Regions from separate parts of the Gossypium hirsutum genome. Here region 1 is linked to region 2. A link is a contact called in public Hi-C data. All regions are on one chromosome and are shown on one strand. Each heading gives the region's core, a stretch centred on a gene start, on an enhancer-like site or on the middle of the called end of the contact. The rest is flanking DNA. Distances are from core to core; before and after follow the strand shown. Region 1 holds the start of LOC107961631 (endoribonuclease Dicer homolog 3a). Region 2 holds the start of LOC107961625.

Region 1 (6,268 bases), core at 1,649-4,148, 300 kb after region 2:
TTAAATTAAATTGCTAATTTTTAAGGGGTCTAAAATTCCAATATAACCTTGTTATCTTGGTGCTAAGGTCTTGCCTTTGACTTTGAATATGCCTTTGAATGAAAATGTTTTTTTTTGCTACATAATAAAATACAACTCATCCAAATTGGACAAAAGAAATGAGAGAAAATTAGGATAACATGATTTTGAAAGTAAAACAAAAAAAAAATTACAAATTACCTGAATTAAATTCAAATTTTTTTCTATATTTTCTTTAATCTTACTTAGTGGGAGGAGGAGTTGTAAGATGGTGTTAACAAAGTTGACGACTAAATATTGAGGGATTAAATGTTAATGCATTTTGTACTTACGTGATGATCTGATGGTTAGGGTGTTCATCGTCCTAGGTGAGGTCTGGGTTCGAGTCGTGCTAGTCGCGTTTATTGTTCAGATTTTGCCTTGTTATTGTCATTCACCAAAAAAATGTTAATGCATTGTGGAAGTGATCCAACACTAATGTGATATGCAAATTTTGAATTCTAAATGTTCAAGGATTTGAGGAAATCAATGTATTTGTCTTTGGCAATGCGTCATAGTCCTATTTATAAGTCAGATTGGGCCTTAAAAAAATTTAGATTTGTTTGATAAGTTCGAATTAGATTCAGTTCGAAAAATGAGCCTAAAATTTTACTTATATCCAGCTCGAATAAAAATGCTAAAACTCGGGCCTAGTTTGACCCACCCATATTATTTTTTATATAGTTTTTTTAAATATAATACATCAAAAACACTAAAAACATTAAAATAAATGTTCCCAAACAAATTGAAAATAATTTTTTTTAAAAAAATCTTTATACTTAAATAACACTAACATAGGTGCAACTTAATAAGCAGATGCCTCTAAAATAGTAGCAAAATTAATAATAAAATAAGAGTTATACAATATCTGAACAATAACAATAAAATAATAGCAACATAATAGTGAAATGACAGCAAAATAGTGAGAAAACAACAATTTTTTTTCTTTTTGCAAGTTTGGGTCAGGCCTAGGCCAATAAACCTTACCCGAGGTCCAGCCCATTTTCTAAACGGGGCTTTTTTTTTCCAAACTCATTTTTCAAATATATACTTTTGCTCAAACCCTCTCACTTTTTAAATCGACCCGACTCATGGACAGGTCTAAAATAACTTTACTATCACATTGTATTGCAATAAAAGTGTGACAATGACTAATTCTAAGGAAACAAACATCATAGAAAAAATACATTGATCACAAGTATCACAGTGCTAGAAAGGTGGTTGTTGGTGAAATAGTAATTGTTGTCAACATTATATTTGGAGATAACTTTGCAGTTTCGTTTATCAAAACTCTAATCATGTAAAGGGAATGAAAATGCAAAATATGATACATTTAGTTAGGTAGTATAAATTAAGTTCATAGCCCATGAAATTATTGGGAGCAAATGTTTATGTTAGGATTATTATGTTGTCTAGAAGTTTACTTAGAGAGATAGCTTGTCTTAGTTATCAGAGTAAGATTGATTCCCAAGATACTGACATAGATGCGATTCTATAAATTGACAATACATTCAACTAGACCCAATATGAATTAATTCACTTGTAATGTTTATTGTGTACTTACCTTAATCTTGAATAAGTGAAAGACTATGTATGAATAACTAACATATTTGAAATATAAATTCACTTATAGATGGTAAAATCATAATTCAAAAGTTAATGACAATATACAATTTATAAAAGTGGAATGAAAGCATCGGTCATTTGTTTTGTTAAATCGCAAGCTCATTGGAAAAAAGTTTTTAAATATAGCTTTTGTAATTATAGTGGTTTGACTCTATGACTTAATAACAATGTAATTAATAGACGAAAAATCAAAACTTAATTACATGTTATTTTAGTCTACATTTTATATGTTTAAATGGTTTTTTCGCTAGCTCATAAATAATTGGAAGTTCAGTCATGATATTATAGTGGTTTGATGTTATTATAGATGTATTTATGAAAAGAATATCGTCACGACGCCATTAAATATTAGAAAAAATGGATATCTTAGAAGCTTTGAGGCATATTATCGATTAGTAAATATGGAGATTTGAATTATAAAAGTATGGTTTTATATTCTACTCCATGAGATCTTTACAACAATATATCATATACTCAAAATGGTTGAGTGATGGATGAGAAATTGATACTCAAAGTAAGCCACTTGTGAGAAATTGATACTCAAAATAAGCTACTTGTGAATTATGTTGAGGAAAATAAAAACCTTTGTCCTACATTTGTTAGATATCAAGAGTGAAATATTTTTATATATGTGAACCAACTAAGTGGTTATTGAATGACTAAATTAATACTTTCCCTTGTGCGCAAGGGGTACAAATCCAAACCTATTAAGATTGTGCTCCTACAATATAGTGATGCAAAATGTTTGGATCAGTTGGACCTTTTTAACCCTGTAGATATTTACTCATTAATATTTCCAAATTTTTAAGCTTACCACATAAGTAATCGCGGGAGAAGGGCTCACTCCAAGAAGCGAGACCACACTTTACTTAAGTGTAGCCTCAACTCCCTCAAATTATCACTTCGAGTATATAACTTAATTATTGAATAAGAATAATTTATTAAAAAAAAGAATATGTTAAAAAATGTTGCAAAATCACAATATGCAACATAACACAAGTATGAACTACGTCAACTGTCGAACTGTTATCGTTTGCGCTCATAAGCCAGACCCCCTTAACGCGCATTACATGTCCAATAAAAGAGGGAGGTTTGCATTGCGTGTCCGATAAACATTGGACTGTCATTGCACATTCCCCATAACGCTCGTTAACCAAACCGCTTGGGTCCAAATCATCATTGGGCTGTCATTGCACACTCCCCCTAACGCGCGTTAACCAAAACAGCTTGGGTCCAAATCATCTGATAGTTTCAACCTGTTTCTCTCTGCAGACTCAGCACTGCTACTGTTTTCGAGTTTCAACGAGTTTAAGTAAAATCTAACAAAACCCCATCCCCAAAATTTCATTTTATACTTGTATCATACATTAAGTGCCTTTAGCGACTCAGTGTTCTTATAGCTTCTGGTAGTTGGCTAGTTAATTGCGTCCCGAGCTTTCATTGTAAACCGTTCGGTGTTGGGGGCAGGGTTCTTCCTTTTTCTCCATAAAAATAGCCAAAATGAGTTAATTAGAAAATTCCCCGAACAGTACATTTTAATTTTTATATAATCCATGTCTTTGCTGAAGTCCCATTCAACACCCTAATTTTCTCCGGTTATCTTAACCAAACTATTCGTACGTTAGGGTTTCACATATTTTGTGTTTTCACTCTCTTTTTTTTTAATACTTATCAGTCCCATTCGGTAAAGGTTTAGTCTTTCTACTCTTATTACAATCTCACAATCTACATGCATTCTCCAAAGGAGGAACAGGGTGAGCCTCTAAAACGGAGTTTCAGTGAGGCGAACTCAGACCCACCTGATTGGATGGTTCTAGGCGACAATGAAACTGCTAAGGAAGAAGACCCTTCTTCATCTTCAAAACCTAAGGACTTTAACCCCAGAGGGTTTGCCCTTTTCTCTTTTTCGTTTTTGAGTGTGGTTGTTATTTGTGTCGTTCTGAGTTTTTGATTTTATTTTTGTGTTTTGCAGGTATCAATTGCAGGTATATGAGGTGGCAAAGAGAAGAAACATAATAGCAGTGTTGGATACAGGTGTAGGGAAGACAATGATAGCTGTGATGCTCATAAAGGATTTTGGTCAAGCTATCGAGTCTACTGAAAGTAAAAAATTGATTATTTTCTTGGCTCCCACTGTTCATCTAGTCAATCAGGTTTGCTTTTTGATACTCGAAAGTTTGAATTCCTCCTGGTGAGGTAATTGTAGTTAAACATTGACATTGTGTGTATATACATATATTTGTATTTGCAGCAATTTGAATATATAAAAGATCATACTGGTTTGGAAGTTGAACAGTATTATGGAGCTAAGGGGGTTGATGAATGGACCTTGGATTGTTGGGAGAAAGAAACAAAGGAGCATGATGTAAGTTTGCTTATTATCTAGCTTTGATAAGGCTACTTTTTAAGCTAATGCACTGACTCTTATAAATGTTGAGTTGGCTTAAAAATTCCATTTGGTTCTAGTACTCTCACTTTGAGAATCCTCTGCCTTAATTTTTCGTAATTCGTACTAATGTTTTTCAATGCACTTCTAGTAAAGTTGGCATTTGGTGTTTACTTATCTTTGAAGGGCACCTTGTAGGCATTATTCATTGATATTCTTTGAAGGCACTATACTTTGTAAATGGGTAGCAAAGCATGGGACATACTTTTTTTCTTCTGCTTCTAGGCCCTTTAGATCAACTTGTTACTGATATGTATATCTTTATCATTGATCTTGATATGTATATCTTTATCATTGATCTTGTAGGTTCTGGTTATGACACCCCAAATTCTATTGGATGCCTTAAGGAAGGCATTCTTGAGTCTGGATATGGTGTCCTTAATGATAATAGACGAGTGCCATCGTGCTACTGGCAACCATCCATATGCCAAAATAATGAAGGTCAGTAATCCTGAAATCTTTTTGCAAGAATCTTGATGACTTTTTGTTTTTTGACACTAAGAATTTTGATGGCTATTTAAATTATGTGGTCCTTTTTTCTGATTAAAAATGAAATGTTGTTGTGTTCTATATTTTGGTGTAGGAATTTTATCACAAATCTAATAACAAGCCAAAGATTTTTGGAATGACAGCATCACCTGTAGTTAGCAAAGGTAAGGTATTTGTATTATTATTTTTTCATATGATATTTAAGTGTTTCCTATTCATAAGGTTTATCTAGTTGTTTATATCCCCATTTTGCTCAAGCTTTGTTCCTATTACAGAAGAGATCTAAAAGTATGGTTGTTTTAACCATTAAGGATCAGTTTTTTAAAGAAAATGATCTTGAAGCTCCTTGGTGTTGCAGAAATACTTCACCTTTTTTTGCCCCACAAGCATATTTTGTTGCATATATACAGTAGTTCTTATGCTTTTGACTCAACTTTCTGTAGGTGTGTTGTCCAGCAATAATTGCGATGGTCAAATGTCAGAACTTGAATGTGTTTTGGATTCCTTGGTATCTTTTTATTTAGTTTTTCTGGTTACCTATATGATTGATTTGCTGGAAAAACCATATGTTGATATGAACAATATCTTGAATATGTGCTGCTGCAGATATACACTATTGAAGACAGGACAGAGATGGAAGCGTGTGTTCCTTCTGCTAAAGAAAGTTGTAGATTTTTTGATCCAGCACAATTTTCTAGCTTGGATTTGAAAGCAAAGGTAGAAGCCTCTTGGTTAAAGGTATCCACGGACTTTCATGAGTGATTCATATGTGTGGGAATGTGTAATTTACTCTTTTCATATAGAGTTGTTGAAGGCCTTTTATTTTATTTTATTTTATTCTGGGCAGACAGATGCGTCATTGTCAAATTTGCAAAGCTCACTGCAAACTTCTCATAAAGACATGGATGATAAACTTAAGAATCTACGGAAGCGATTATCAAATGACCATGCTAAGGTTCTGCATTGCCTTGATAATCTTGGTCTCATATGTGCTTATGAGGTATGATGTGATGTAAATTTCAATTAGAGTAATGATCTTTAAGAGGAAAAGTGTGTTCATCTCGTTTTTACATGCCATATAAAATTCAAGCTACTCTTATAACATCCACATCTTTTGATTTCTATTATTTACTTGGATGCATTTGTTATCTAATTTAACTCTAATAGTTACATTAAAAACCAATTAACTGAGTAAAGTTTGACAAAAACCCTGTACTTTATACAATCACCATAGTTTAAATAAAAAATAAGGTTTCGCTGGGCTTTATGTTGTTTCTTTCTGCTATGCCTTCCTGTTTGCTCCTGATGTGATGTGCTTTATGCTACTTCTTTCATAGGCTGTTAACATTTGTCTAGAGAACATCCTTGACACCACAGAGGAATCTAAAGCATATAGAGAAAGTGTGTTGCAGTATAACAATTTCCTTGAGGAAGTCCAATGTAGAATTGGGGAGTCTCTTCCCCTCGGTATGATGTGATGTACCTTTTATTGTAGTTCTTTTATCTGGTTTAAACCGTGTTTTCTAGATGTTTAAGTTTACATATCTAAAGATACATTTGTCTGTCACTAATATTGTTCGCTTCTCACCTCTTCAGGTGATAAAAATTTTCTGAATTCTGGATTTGACTATTTAAAGGCAGTAGATCTTG
Region 2 (6,443 bases), core at 514-3,013:
GAACATGCTCTTGATTTCACTTTCTTTGTGGTTCACTCAATTCCACTGTTGGAGCATTTAGAAATGCAGGGACTGTAAAAATTGACAATTTGAGTTTAGAGCACCTATGTTTTACAAAATACAAACAGGCTTGTGGAGTTTCATATAGGCCCAACCCAACCCAACTGTCCCCAAGTTCAAGCTAAAGGTTTAGCTTCCTTGAATTGTTGGTGATAAGATTACCACTAATGTCTAATCCTGTTAGCCTTTACTGCCCCTATCTGCTCATCGTGAATGAGTAAGAATTTTTAGAGCAATCCTTATTCCATTTTCATTCAAGCTGCCTTGTGTTTCAGGATCATAAATGAGATGGTCCAAGATAGATGAAACCATCTAGTTTTCTTCATTTATTTGTATGTATCAAAATATTGTACCTGCCATTAAATAACATTAGACAAAAGCTTGGGCCAACATTTTCCTTTTTACATCGGGTAAAGAAAACCACCACATTTGACGAAAGGAAACCTAAATCCCCCTGAAAGCATATACATCAAGCTACGTGTACACTTAAATAACAGATTATTGTCAAAGTCCCTTTCTCAAGAGCTGGTTCTCATTATGAAATGAAGCGCAGTGTGGATTAGTGCTTCCTATAACAGTACCATACTCCCTCACATCAGCCAGCGAGAAAGACCGCCAATTAGAGAGATTCCAGCACGGCGGCGATGATGGGGTGGTATTATTATTATTGCAAGATGATCTGGTTTGTGGGTACAATGGAGGAAGCCGAGGGCTTGAAGTTGAAGTAGAGTCTTCACTGATACTAGACATACTTTCAGAGCTACTCATTGCAACAGCTAGAGCCAATGTGCTTTTGCTTGAGCTGATGGGCCTAATGGGTCTTTTATTGTTCCTGTTTTTGTCCCATATGCGGTTGATTGCCAATAGATTTCTTCTCCTCCTGGTGTAAGCGTTTTCAGGCTTTGCTATGTCTTTAATCGTTGAAGCTGTAGAAGCATCGGCTAAGCTTGTGAAAGACCTTGATTTGCCATTGTAGAAACTCGAGATGCCTCTACTGTTCAAAAATGAATTTTAGTTTATTAAAAAGAAGGGAATTTGCAATTTAATTTTACTTTACTAAAACCTAATTTGTTTAGTTATCAGAGTCCGCTTAAAGCGGTAGATTTCACAGTATTAATAATAGGAGGATTAGAGGGACTCAAATCGAAACTATACCAAGCTATCCCTAGTTCTGACACCGATCTGAGCCATTTAGTTAGAGAGGAGATGATGAACGAACCTCATAGGCAAAACCTGTTGGAGGGAATCCATCATGTTTAAACCACCATTATAAGAGCTTTGAACCTCATTTTCGTCGTCGCCGTCCGATGATCTTCCAGACACGTCAGCATCACTGTTCCTCCCGATCGAAGAGGAGGTCGTAGTGGAGGACGAACTCCTCCAATCGTCTTCTTCCTCCTCCGCCGCTGGCATGTCTTTGGACGGCGAGGGTTCATATCCGGAAGTCATAGTGGTGCACTTCATCAAGAAAATCAGTGAAAAAACAAAAGAGGAAGATTTGTCTTCCTTAAAACACGAACAAAAGAAGCAAAGGAAAGTGAAAGAGAAAAAGGAAACAAGAGTAGATATGAAGGTTATGGGAAATTTAATTGCTTTTTTATGTAAATAAAATATATGATGTAAGTGGTACTCTTCATCCCCAACCATATTACTCCTCCTATTTCTTCTTTTTCATTATTATTATATTCCTACAAATGGAAGATTTTAAATACAACAATTTTATTAATATTATCAGATTTTGTATTTTAATTTTCTAAAATATTGTTTAATTTATACTTCAACTTTTTGTTGACATATAAATATAAGAAATGTTGTTTATAATTATATTAATAAGAGTTGAGTATTGGTGAAAAGACAAGCCACGTGGAAAGATGGAAGAGAAAAAGGGTTATGAGGACACGTTGAAGAAGTGTCCCAGGACTATGGTCGGAGAAGGATGTCTATCACAGACCTGCCACATCCCACGTGTACCATGTTCTGCCCTTTAGCCTTATCCATATTTTGTGGGTGGGACCCCCTTCCTTCCTCTCCCTTTCATTTTTAGGGGACACAATAAATTAATCGGGTCTAATGTTAAATCAGTTTGTAATCTAAATCAAATCATCTTATTAAATTATTAATCTATTTTATTTTAATCATCCTGTTTTACGAAAATTATAAACTCTGTTTATTTTTATTATTTTGTTACATATAAAGGATTTTCGTCAAATTTTTTTTATATAAATTAATGATTTTCTGATTTTTAGATTAGTAAACTAATAGGAATATTTCATTTTGTTACACAATTAAATTAATTTTTTAAGTTTTCATGAAATACAATTTTTATAAACTATATAGATGAAATTTAAAATTATTATTTTTAGAATAACTTTAAAAAATAAAGAATTGCAAAATTTTGAAATATTACTCTTTTAATCAATTTTTTATTAGTTCATTGATTGTTTTTCTTTTAATTTTTATTATATTTGAAACTCGATAAATTATCAATTTCTTATTGAATAGATAAAGTGAATTTCTTAAAAATATTGACTTTTAAAAATAATTATTGGAGTATTATTATTTTTTGTAAATTATGGGATTGTGTTGAAATAACGAAAACGCCTGAAAGCGTTTTCAGCTGATTTGCAGAAAAGCGCTTTCAGTTGAAAGAGTTACTGATAGAAAAATGCTTCCAGCTAAAAGCGCTTTTTGCCACATCAACTGAAAACACAATGGCAGAAAGCGTTTTCAACTGGAAGTATTTTCCTTCTGATGTTTGTTTTTTATGGTTAGATTTTTATCTTCTTAAAGTAAAGTTAGGGTTTTATAGATTTTAGGATTTAAGGTTTAGGGTTTTTTTTTAAATTTAAGTTTTTTTATATATTATTTAGTTTTTTATAATTTTTTGAGATGTAAAGTTAATAATTATTTAATTCAATATTTAAAAGTATCGTATTTACACCAATCGTATATTTGAATTATTTTAATTGTAAAATTCAATTTGATTCATAGTTGAAACTAGAATTACTCAATTTGATTAAATCTTAGTTTTTAATTTTTTTTTTCAATTTTTTTGAATGCAACTAAGTTTTGATCATTTTTTTAACTAGAGGTTGAGGTCGATAAGATTTTTTAGTGCATTATTCTCGAACTTTCAAATTTCTTCAAAAAATATATCCTGGGAATCCTGGGATATCTAATGGTTAAGTTGGGAAAAATGTGAAGTTGAAAGTGCTAGAGGGAAATGATAACTCTTGAAATGAGTTATATCTCATGCCTTTAGACCTAACTAATTGCTTGTACTTAGGTACATTTAGTTGCATTTTAGGACATTTCATTTGTATTTTCATCATTTCATTAGGAGCTTGAACTGTATTTAAATAAGGTACTTTTTATTGCTTATTGTAGGGCTGTGTTTGGTGGTTTGGTAGGTGCAAGTTGAAAAAAGAGAAATAAAAGAGTGAAGGTTTGTCGGGGCAAAAGGTTGGACATTTTGTCAACATGAATGCCATGGCAATTCCAGGAAGACCGAGTCAATACTCAACGCATACCAGTTTCAGCCCAACTGTACTTGTACCAAAAAAATCTGCTTAAAAAAGATAAGATAATCTTGTGATGTTGGTTTTTATCCTAGAAAAAAAAAGAATTTAAAAAGAGAAGAAGATAATCTTGGGTTGTTGAAAAAAAATTTTAAAAAAAGGAGAAGATAATCTTGGGTTGTTAGATTTATCCTAGGAAAAAAAACTAAAAAAGCCAAAGGAGGAAACCCTAAACGATTAACAAAAAAGAATAGATCCTTAGGCAAAAATAAAAGGGTAGTGGCTGAGTAGAGACAGAAAGAGGAAAACAGAAGCAGTTTCTCTCAACCATTGCCGGACACTATGCTGCTGAATGTGAATTGGACCTACGGAAGCTGTCTTCCCATTTTCCGTATTTCTTACTTTTTTCTTCCATGAATTGAATGATGAAAATGATGTTGGATGTTATTTTGGTTTTGAATTTTATGTGCCAACCCATTAGCTAAATCTCATCAGGTTGGGATTACATGATGAAACTTTTATTTTCTTTAATGGTTGAAGCATAGATCTGAATTAATTTACTGTTCATTCAATTGTTTTGATTTCTAAATTGTATACGTGCAATCCCTAGACATAGATGACTGTGCAGCATGCCCATAAACTAATTTAATTCTGAAAAGGTTGGATTACTTGAACCAAAATTGAATGATATGAGCAAGTACTCGACAGATAGTTGTAGTAAACTCTAAACATAGAGTAGCGTTCATATAGAAGGAAACAATGTAGGGTACCATATTAAAGGCTTATAGACAAGGGTAAGGTAACTTGAGGTTTTTTCTCTCGAAAGAAACAGACCACTTTAGAACTCTTTTGAGCAGTAGATTGATTACAATTTTGCCAAGGCATATACGACAATAAAGGTAGATTCTTAGTAATTCCAACCTTCCATATCAACATCGTATATCCCTTATCCCTTGCCGCAGTATCTTTACTATATCATTCTTAGTTATTTATTTGTTCATTTACATAATATTCCTATAGTAATTCTCATAATTTCCATTACATTTCTACTCTCGTTTTGCCATAGCATTTCCAAGTATTCATTAATTCCGCATATTGCATACATCACTATTCTTTTAATTGCCACTGCATACTTACCATAGCATTAGCTGTATTTTATATTATAATAACTTGATCACTTTCGTGCTTCAATTCTATCCTCGTGGGAACAATACTTACTTATCACTTTCTTACTTGATCCGACATGTATACTTGTACAATTCACATATCATATTCACACACGACAGGAAAAAGCTCCATGTAGGACACGTTTTCAGTGCCGGTATTGAGTACTCCATTCAAGTTGTTACCCAATAGATCATTGTGTAGCAAGCCAAAAGGTCGACTGACATCGACTCGAGCACGCGACAACATGGATATTTGGGAGAAGACAAACCAATCAAAGTTATGCGGGTGGTGTAAGAACCCAGGGCATACCATATTGTCATGTCCACATTGACATGATATAAACACAACACCTCATTAATAAATTTATTAATTTTTAACCGATTTATTGATTTTTTAACCTTAATCTATTTGTTGATTTTTTCATTCATACTCAAATTTTGTTGTATTGTAAGCACACGTTTTTATTATACTATAGAAATAAAAAAATACAACTTTGTTCCATTTTTTCGGTGCAAATTTGGTTTAATAATATGAAATGAAAACGACAATCAATTTTGATGCAAAAATTATATTTATTTAAAAACATTTCCTATCCAATATTGATACAATCTTATTAACTATAACTTAGCTAAACAATTAAAATTTACATGAGAAGTACAAAAAAAATCAATCCAATCCTCGGTGAGAATGTGTGCCACATTAGGGTGGTCAATGATTGCGAGCTGAATTTTTTCTTGGTTCAAGCTAAATATCGGCCTCCTCGGGTATAGGTTGTGGTCTCGACCTTGCATCTTCTTTGCCGTCGTCCGTAGTTGATTGTGATTGGTTGCCTCTTGGTTGCCATTGTATATCTTTTATTCTAGGAACACGTGGTTGCAAAGATGTTCTACCTTACTAGAACAATGATCTTGGAGGTGTTTGCAACACCATCGGCACAGGGGTATAACTATATTGTTTCCCATACACCAATGGCAGAACAATCGGACTTCCAATCAGTGCCCCAAACATAAGCGACTTCTACGTCTTCGTTGGATCCGTCGTCGTCTGAAACTTAAATGGAAATCCAGCATCAATGTAGAAACAAACAAATATGGTGCAATATGTGTTGCTTGTGTAAAAATGATAGGGTTAGTATAAACACTAGAATAAGCCAAGCCATACTAATCGAGAGGGTGGTGTGGCCATCGGTGTTAGTTCTTGTGTAGGTGCAGACGATAGACCCACGTCGGCAGCTACTTTAGACCTTGGATGCCTAGGTTCCCGTCGTGGCCTCCTCGTATGCCATTGCCTACCCCTCGCCTTTTCCACTAGCGGATATGACTTTCCATGGTGTCTAAACCATGACATGTACCCCGGATCGTAGGCTAAGTCTGGAGCGATAATGACCTCGCGAATAGGTAAAAACTTGTACCTATTATTCTAAATGTTGATATATTGTGCGTGGAATGTAGGTCAAAGCTCATCCGTTTTCTCCTGTAAGTTGATATAATGTAGATCTTCGATGTCTTGAGGTGCCGGTGGAATCGATTGCCTAAACCTGAACTACCATAATACTTTATTCGACTCGTGCATCTCCACCGTAGTGTACACTACTAATGACATCTTTATGTAGCAGAAGTTAAGATTCACCAATAATTCGGACGAGATGCATTCTTGAGTTGCTAGATTGGAGTATGACGTCTATTCAAACTATATTAA

The links. A called contact is a pair of places that touch in the nucleus more often than the background predicts.
Region 1: a Hi-C map of leaf shows a contact between it and region 2, with 2.2 times the contacts expected there. The contact joins the promoter of LOC107961631 here to the promoter of LOC107961625 in region 2. A contact is called at or near these places in 6 of 34 Hi-C or Micro-C datasets (anther and leaf).

Annotation. Positions count from the first base shown.
Region 1 is chrA06:23,684,572-23,690,839 of Gossypium_hirsutum_v2.1, forward strand. LOC107961631 (endoribonuclease Dicer homolog 3a) reads left to right here and starts at 2,899. Exons shown (of 25, transcript XM_016897686.2): 1 at 2,899-3,570; 2 at 3,656-3,836; 3 at 3,935-4,048; 4 at 4,436-4,570; 5 at 4,713-4,782; 6 at 5,062-5,126; 7 at 5,225-5,356; 8 at 5,466-5,618; 9 at 5,956-6,085; 10 at 6,215-6,268. The coding sequence starts at 3,413.
Region 2 is chrA06:23,385,123-23,391,565 of Gossypium_hirsutum_v2.1, forward strand. LOC107961625 reads right to left here and starts at 1,764. Exons shown (of 2, transcript XM_016897678.2): 1 at 1,280-1,764; 2 at 398-1,051. The coding sequence starts at 1,707. The coding sequence ends at 565.